Linked DNA regions of Zea mays: region 2 is linked to region 1. The links are chromatin contacts, called in public Hi-C maps. All regions are on one chromosome and are shown on one strand. The core of a region is the stretch at or near the end of the contact, and the rest is flanking DNA. Distances in the headings are between cores, read along the strand shown. Region 1 holds the start of LOC103650429 (E3 ubiquitin-protein ligase UPL1). Region 2 holds the start of LOC103650432 (probable Ufm1-specific protease).

Region 1 (4,412 bases), core at 1,342-3,841:
CACATAAGTCGTCACTGTGTGGCGTTTACACGGCGTGTACATGGGCTAAACAGCCATGTACATGAACAGTGTGTGACAGTGTTATAGAGCCACCAAACTGGGAGTAAAATGTGTTTTACAATTGTTCCACAAATTTATCAGAACTGCTTGCATCAACCAAGTTCATAAAAAGCTCAGCCATAATATTGCACGGTATGGCATCTGCTATGACTAAAAATTATTGGGTTGGACCAATAATTGACTAAGACCAATGAAGAATGTTAAATGCCCAAAGAATAACAGACCCATAACCCACAGTGAGAAAGGAGTCTGAAACTCCTTAAAGCTAGAAAAGCAGCAACTGAAGAACATAGGCAGAAAGACAGCCAATTAAATCAGGAAGCTAAAACCTATGACAAACGGGAGCAGCAGGCGGCACAGTCAGTTGTGAGTTGTGCTTAGACTATCTCCAGCAGCTTACCCATCTGCATACCATATTCAAACTCCACTCTGTGAACAGGTAGTCTACAGTGCAAAACAGTGTTTTGGGTAAACTATGGGTAAACTGTTGGACACGGTCTTAGCGACCAAGCTGGGAGCTGCACGAACTGATAAGGTGGGAGGGGAGGTTAGGAATAAGGTTTGCTCTTCAGACTTGGGCCTGGGACTGTTTTCATGGCCTTTCTATATACCCCTTGCCCCTTGGCCCACTGGTCTCCTGTTCCTTCATTTATTGTAAATACACAGTATAAAACGCCTTCGAAACACCTAGGCGCACCTAGGCTCGCGTAAGCTCTAGGAGAGAGCCACCGCCTAGAGAGCGCCTAGCACCTTTTGTAACCTTGGGTGCCAGCGATGCTTGATAAACCATCTAATGATTGGATCTGTGCATTATTGGGTTTGTGGTTTGGAAATAAGTTTACGTACTGCTGTATTCATATGCATATATTTCTCCTCTCCATCCTACTGTGTGCTACTGATATAAGAGAGACAAAATAATTTCTTGCAGTATAAAATTGTAGATGGAAAACAGCAAAGCTATGTAGGATGCAGGCCAAGACTACTTTCATAGATGTTTGCCTAGAAGTAGTTGCCCATAATATTTGATTTGGGAGATGTCTGAACACAGTTGAGTTCTCCAACCTGGAGGCCAAATTCAATGCACGCATAAATAAGAACTATTGTCACCTGCATTTTAGAACTAGATGGAAGTCCTTGAGATACAACTATGGAACATGGAAGAGAATGAATTTGAATGTCTGTGGCCTCAAGAGATCCTACAAGTGGTAGCACTATTGTTGGTGATGATTACTGGGACGAGCAAGAAACAGTATGATCTATTCCAGTTCTAACATCTTGCATAAGAATATGAAGCTATTGACATGTGAATTTGTTATGTTTTTTAGGTCCTACCAATTGTTTTAAGTATTGACACACACAGCTTGAGAATGAAAGGAGCTACAATTGTTATTTGATGGCTTAATTCGAGTTTTAATCCCTTTAAATCTGATTTTTTTTTTTTCTTGTGAAGTTGCTGAGATTATATTCCGTGTAAAGAAATATCACGTGAGTGACAATTCCAAATTAATTCATGTCATGTTGTATTGGTATGCAAAATTGTACTATTTTCACTTTAAAGGAAAACATATAGTATTATTGGTTTGATTGATGTAGGCGCTTATTCATCAACCAAGCAAGTCATCATCAGCACTAGGGGTCATCACACTCATGACAAACAATTTCTTCAGGAGAATCAGTGTTGCCAAAAACTTAGATTCAAGATGATTCTCTAGCCAGCCAGAAAAGCTCTAAAGAAAAAAAATTGTTGTTCCAAACAGGGCTAAAGTAATAGAGATTCTACCATCGCCACCTAGCACCCCTTCAAACAGAACTAGCCATCAATCCTGAGAGATCACAATTCACAAGCAAGCCCACAACAGAGAAACTAAACCCTAACTGATATACCAATAGACGATAAGTTTTATCCAAAACCACGAAAGGCAAGTCGCATACGCACACGCCCGTTCACTATCAAAACCCTAGAACGAAGGCGGCAATCAAAGCAGCCCGGATGCGAGGGGGCGGGGAAGAGAACAGGGGACTCACCGGCTCAGACTCGACCTTGATCGCAGGTGAGACAGCGCGGCTTCCAGCAAGGATCTGCTGCAGGCGCAACGGGAAGCTGGCTCTATGTGCGGCCGCCGCCGCCGCCATCTCCGATCGGAACCCCTTACCTGCTCGTCACCTGCAGAAAAAAAAAACCACCAGAACCCATCAGTGTAAACAGGACAAGAATCACCGCTAAAAATCCCGCGAAAACCCTAGGACGCCAGGTCCAACCGCCGCCCACCAGGGTCGGGAAGCGCGGGCGGCGGGAGGCTGGGCGCGCGCGTACCTCTAGTGTTTTGGGCCGGCGGCGGGGCACACACATCGGTCGCGGAGGAGGCCGACGGGAGAGCAGAGAGGTGGGGATTCAGAGGCGGCTACGTGAAGGAGAGGGAGAGAGAGGGTTGTGATTGTTGTTTGGGGCCGGGTGGTGTCGCTTTTTTTTCTGGTGAAGTGAAAGGATGCGCACTTGGCGCGGTAGGTCACGGGCACAGCGCGTGAGGGACGACGAGGCTCTCGAATAAGATGGGAAATTAATATTAGAAATTGATTTTTAATATAAGCTGCATCTGAAGATCATCATAGAAGCTGGAATCTCAAGTCCTAGACAAGTTGTGCCCTTTATCACTTCTTTTTATCTAGTCATGTTCTGATTAATCATAATGATCTGCATAAATTAATTCTGATGGGACTCAATATGTTACCCTAGTTTGACTATCTTTATATCTTGTTTACCACAAAATTTGGGGTAGTACCTACTATTGCTTTTATGTGGTTTTGGGTATAAAGATACATATTATTCATGATTATATTTTTATTATCAGTTGTTATTTATTGTTCATGTTAAGATCATTATGTTAATTGGAACATGGAGAACCACCCGGGAAAACAATGCTACCACAAGGGTGGTATGAGACGCCCTTGGCTGACTAATTAGGAAAGCTAGTGGAGGACTACCTTACCCGAAAGGTGCAAGGGCAGTAGAGGAGTGGTCAGTGTAGGGAGGTCATTGGGTTGGTTTTGCTACGATGGCGGTCAGGCGAGGGGTCCCTGCATTGGAGCTTCCTATAAACTGTAGCGGGTTTTCTGAAGCTAGTGGAACTTTGTAAAGGTCTCGTAGTGTTACCCTGCCTCGCCTCCTCGGTAGAGGTGTATGGGATCGGCTGTCTCTTGGCAGATGGGTAACATGACTTGTGGGTAAAGATGTGCAACCTCTAAGAGTGTAAAACTGGTATACTAGTCGTGCTCATGGTCATGAGCAGCTCGGACACTGACATGATTAATTTATGGAACTAAATTCAATTTGTCATATGCATTGTATCGCAGATGTTGTTATTACTTTTGTTCTACTACTTAATTGGGTTGGTATTTACTTATTGAAAGGGAAATAGGGTTTAACCTTTTCCTATAAATAATTTTGGTGGTTGAATGCCCAACACAAATAATTGGACTAACTAGTTTACTCTAGATTATATATTCTATAGGTGCATAAAGGTTCAACAAAAACCAATAAAAAGATTAAAGAAAGGGTTCAAAAAGAAAGGAGCAAAGAAACCCAAGTGTGCCCTAGTCTGGCGCACCGGACTGTCCGGTGTGCCACCTGACAGTGTTCGGTGCACCAGGACCGTACAACTCTGAACTAGCCACCTTCGGGTTTCTCCAGCGCCACTCCGCTATGATTTACCGGACTGTCCGGTGTGCAACCGGACTGTCCGGTGTGCCACCGGACTGTCCGATGCACCAAGCAAAGCAACGGCTCTCCAGCACAACGGTCGACTGCATAGTGCCCTGACAGTGCTATAGTACGCGACAGAAGTCAGAACAGAAGTCAGAGGCGCACCGGGCAGTGAACAGTGCCTGTCCGGTGTCACTAGAAGACAAAGCTCCAACGGTCGTCTGCGTCCGAACCCTAACGGTTGGGTGACGTGGCTGGTGCACCGAACAGTGTCCGGTGGCGTACCGGACTGTCCGGTGCGCCCATCGACAGCAGCCAACGGTTGTTTTGGTGGTTGGGGGCTATAAATATGTAACGCCCCGAATTTTGCAGTTGAATTTTTTCTTTTCTTTACTCGCCAAAATTCGGGCGTTACCTTTCCCTTTTCTTTTTCCCTTCGCTAAACCTTGACCTTTTCCAAAGTTCTAAGCGGGATTCGGTTTGGAATTCCCGTGTAAGAAAAACCCTAAATACTTTATGTTGTTTGATGCACCATGCCGAACCTTGCATTTCTTTTGATTGCTTTGAAAGCGCAATTGCATTCATGTAGAAAGATCGGATTTCGAAAATGTGGAGAAGATCTTTTCTTTCTTTTTTCTCCCTCTCTTTTTCT
Region 2 (4,412 bases), core at 860-3,359, 280 kb before region 1:
CAAGTTACAATACTTGTGGTACAACTGTCTGTTCTTGAGTTTCCATGTGTATGTGAATCAAAGCTTAAATCATCGCCACGCAAGATAATAGAACGATGTGATTGACTAGATGTAATTGGCCCCTCAACTAAATAATATACATGAGGATCTCTGAGTTTAGCAACTGTAGATTCAATAAGTGAAGAAAACTGTCCTTCGATGCCTTCAAAAAATTAAACGTAACAAAGTTATCTCATTCACGTAAGAAGCAAATAGTTGGCTCCTAACTACCAGACGCAATTGCTTATATATCATAAAAAGAGCAAAAAAACAGATTTTATAAACAACTAGTGCAGTTAGACATGATTATGCATGGTCAAACCTTTTTGTTCTTCGCTAATTTAAAAAAGAAAAAAGAAAAGGGCAGACCCAATGGCGGAAGCTCCCATCTAGGGAAAGGATTAACCGAGGCAAGCCACACCCTCCCTCCGCAAATGCAAAGAGGCTGCTCCACGACCTGGTGACTCAGGGAGACAGCTCTCACCACTGTTCTTTGTTCTTCTTTGTTCTTCGCTAATTACAACTTTAAAAATTACACGGGGGTTAGTTGTAGCCGCATGTTCTTCCACCTTCACCTCTAAAGGATATTCTGTGAACGGATCTAAGACTGCATGTACATGCAAACTCTATGTGCAAGATAGAAATTAGTAACAAATTTGTTCATGATAAATAGGTTCACGGACACAGTTCACCATTTTAATATTTGATTAATTTGAATTGTTACATTAGCTCACTGATTTGATCCAAAATTTTAATTTCAGTTGGAACAAGAAGCAAGAGGCCATCCACCACTTCATGTATGTTGTTACAATCATATTGTTTGGTTTTAGGTTCGAGATTATACTGAATATATATGGCAATGCACAGGCTCTCTAATACCTTCTTTCATGATTGAATATTTGGCAGCTTAAGAAATCACATAGTTCAAACAAAAAAACACCAGCTATGCAAGATGTAGTAAATTGCAAATTTGCAACCTTATCCAACCAATTATTAGCTTCAAGATAATAGGGTGGGTACTGAAATGAGAGAACAATGGGGTTTTTTCTAAGCACAAACTAAGGTAGAAACAGTATCTTAACACTATAGAATAATCCAAAAAAATTGAACCGGTTGCAGCGAAAAGAATTCGCAGAACTCCAATTTCTTCAAATAGATGTCAAGGCACATCATATCATGAATGATCAACTTTTGCCCGTTCATTTGTACAGTAAAGGACTAAACAGACAGGTAAACTTCCTAGCATTTACCAGAATTCACGTCAGGCCTAAGATAGAGTGGAAGCTTCAGCAGCAGTTCGCAGCGCAGGAGGCATCCCTTCTCCCACAACAACCTCCCGGGCTCATCCTCCCATGTAACCACAGATCCTTCCACCGAGTTCGTCCATCCACTCTCAGATACAACAAATCGAATCTCCCCAGTGGCTGCATCCATGTGGCCTCCTACCAAGCCATGGCTCGCTGCCACACCAAACAGCAGCTCCCTCAGCGCCCGAGCCTGCTCCAGTGCGCGAGTGACGTCCGCATCAGAACCCTCTCCCCCCACGAGCAGCACCCCTATGATGTCGAAACCGCGTGGCAGCAACCCCCGGATTTCGTCTGCGGAAGGCATAGAAGTATAGGGACATCGTCAGGACTCAGGCGGAATCATGAGTTGTTGGGAAAAGTGGGTTGGTGAGACTTGCCTGCTTCCCTGGGAAGATCAATGGCGTCATGGTCGCCGTGAATGGGACGTAAGACAGCAGCGACGGTGAAGGGAGGGAGAACGCGAGGCGCACCGACGAGCCAGCGGAACCAGGAGTGCGAGGGCGGGGAGAATAGCGATATCTTAGGGCAAAGGAAGCTGAGGGCTGGGCGGCCGCGCGAACCGGCGACGAAGGCGTCCATCGGCGGCGGCCTTGTTAGCGGCAACGCAGACGGCTCTGCTTTTAGGGTATGTTCGGATATATTTTTTAAAGGGAAAGATCCATGCCATTAAAGACCCCATCTTTGGATATTTACTATCAAAAGGAATAACTCTAAATATTTATCATTCAAAAATGCAACGATACCGATACATAGCATTCTGTTTGCTTCCGTCGGACAAGGGCATTCTTTTGTCAAGCAGTCAATTCCTCTACCCGTTCTGTCCTTTTCAGTTTCTCCAGGATCGAGGCTTCTCCTGGCAGCCTCCCCGCCGCCTGCACATCTCTCTGGCAGTGGCGGCTGCCTCCACCCCGCCCAGAGCCCTCATCCACACACGTTCTCTATCGGCGACCCCTATGTATCTCCATCTTTTCCCTTCTTCCTTTGTTAGTTTCATGGTTCTAGTTCATCTCTCTTTTAGTGATCAAGAATCAATCCAGAATTAAGTTGTATAGATCTTGCTGATGTTCCACAAGGGTAATAGTTTTTTTCTCTCTTTTGAACGTCTGCAATTTCTTGCAATTTATATTGTTGGGATTAAGCAAGTGTATTGTTGCTGCAGAATTGATCCAAGAGTGCGTGCATGTCACATCCGGATTTTCGGACGCGAAATCAAATGTGTGGTGTTGTTGAGCACCAAAATGAGGTGCGGACGGTCCGGCCCTGAGGCCGGACGGTCCGCGCACGCGCAGAGTAGATTAGCGTTCCGAGTTTTGTGCTATGTTTGTTAGCTATATCCGCGGAATTAGCTCGGAATCCGGTCGTGTAAAGGGTCCAGCCCCCCTCCTCTATAAAAAGAGAGGCTTACGGCCGATTTGTAATCAACAATCGAATCAATACAACTTCTATTCGCATTTATTTCCAGTACAATTAGGAGTAGTTCTAGTCTAGTTCTAGTTTAGCCTCTTGATCCCCAAATTCTTCGCCTCTCTTCGACTCTACGCCGATTAGAGGAGTCTAGGTCGGCCGGCCCGAGCCTAGACAACCCCTAGGATCTCTCCTCCCCGACGGGGTCCCTCCCGGGAGCGAGATCCAGGCGCCGCCGGCGATCTTCCGCCGCCCCTGCACACGCGCGGACCGTCCGGCCCCAGGGCGCGGACCGTCCGGCCGTTAGGCAGGAAAACCTAGCCCCTGCGCCAGGTCGCGGACCGTCCGGCCCCAGGCCACGGACCGTCCACGCCTGACCAGAGAGCACCGCCGCCGGTTCTTCTTGGGTATTTGGCGCTCCAAAAAAGCGTCAACATACTTTTTGGCGACTCCGCTGGGAAAACACATCTAGGCTCATCAAATCGGCCCTCAAATGGCCGGTTCAAGGGAGAGCTCTGATATTTCCCCAAGCAACATCATAGAGCCGACTTGGGAAACCTTGCCGGCTGACGAGCAGCTCCAGTTTGAGGAGCACAAGGAGCGGATGATCCAGGAGGCGAAAGCAAAATTCTTGGCCAACTTCAAAGTGGACAGGAACAACAAGGTCGTCCGACATCGGGCGACGGATCCGGCTTTGCTTCAACCCACGCCAGATATCCCCAATGTAAGTAATACCAACGAGCTACAATCTCTTAGAAATTATGTAGAAGAACAGCGTGAACAAATGCAGAACATCATAGGGGGTATGCAAAGCGATGTTAAGAGACTAGTACGTGCATTCGATAAATCTAACATCGCAAATTTTCCTTCACACGAGGTTGAGTTAGGAGGTAACACGCGTAACACATCGGCTACAGGTTGTCACGACCAGTCACAACCCCTTTATGGGATGCCAATGGACACATACCCTGAACAACCGCAAGTCGGCAGCAAATCAGCCGATCTGCACATGCCCGGACCGTCCGCACGTGAGCGCGGACCGTCCGGGCCAGCAATAGTCGGGCCTATTTTTAATGAGTTACCTAGATATGCGCCCGAGCCACCACACACGGCACAGAACCCAAACTACCCAGTCGGACGGTCCGCATACAACGACGGACGGTCCGCATATAACCACGGACGGTCCGGGTACGTATCCGGACAGTCCGCGCATGAGTCTTTTGAGGAGGATTACATGAATCCTCGCCCGTCCCAGCAACACTTCCCATCACACTATGCAATGCACCAGCCCATTAATTCAGGATCCAAAGCCCAGGAAAGCTTTCCGGCCCCACCTAGAAGGCCGGAAAGAAACGATCAAACATATGAGCCATATAAAGCAAATGGAAATGCACCACGTAACTCAAACCAATGGGGGGAAAGACAACATGCTAATATCCAGCCAACCCCACCTATGTTTGACCAGAGAGCCGGTGGTCTCGCACCGGCTGCCATTGATATAGTAAGGGAAGAAATAGCCGGTGCGTTCCGAGATAAGCTCGGAGTAAGCATGGTCCCTGGGGGGCAATCATATCGGAAACCTTATGACAGCCGATTTGATCACCACCCATACCCACAGGGAACCAGGATACCCGAATTCACAAAAATTTTCGGGTGATCAAG

Evidence for each region. Hi-C and Micro-C count contacts between places; a contact is called where the count stands out from the background.
Region 2: a Hi-C map of endosperm shows a contact between it and region 1, with 4 times the contacts expected there. The contact joins the promoter of LOC103650432 here to the promoter of LOC103650429 in region 1. A contact is called at or near these places in 8 of 25 Hi-C or Micro-C datasets (endosperm, leaf, leaf mesophyll and 2 more).

Annotation. Positions count from the first base shown.
Region 1 is chr3:98,731,089-98,735,500 of Zm-B73-REFERENCE-NAM-5.0, reverse strand. LOC103650429 (E3 ubiquitin-protein ligase UPL1) reads right to left here and starts at 2,591. Exons shown (of 17, transcript XM_008675998.4): 1 at 2,375-2,591; 2 at 2,086-2,224. The coding sequence starts at 2,193.
Region 2 is chr3:99,012,644-99,017,055 of Zm-B73-REFERENCE-NAM-5.0, reverse strand. LOC103650432 (probable Ufm1-specific protease) reads right to left here and starts at 2,109. Exons shown (of 13, transcript XM_023301977.2): 1 at 1,724-2,109; 2 at 1,290-1,637; 3 at 1-202. The coding sequence starts at 1,925.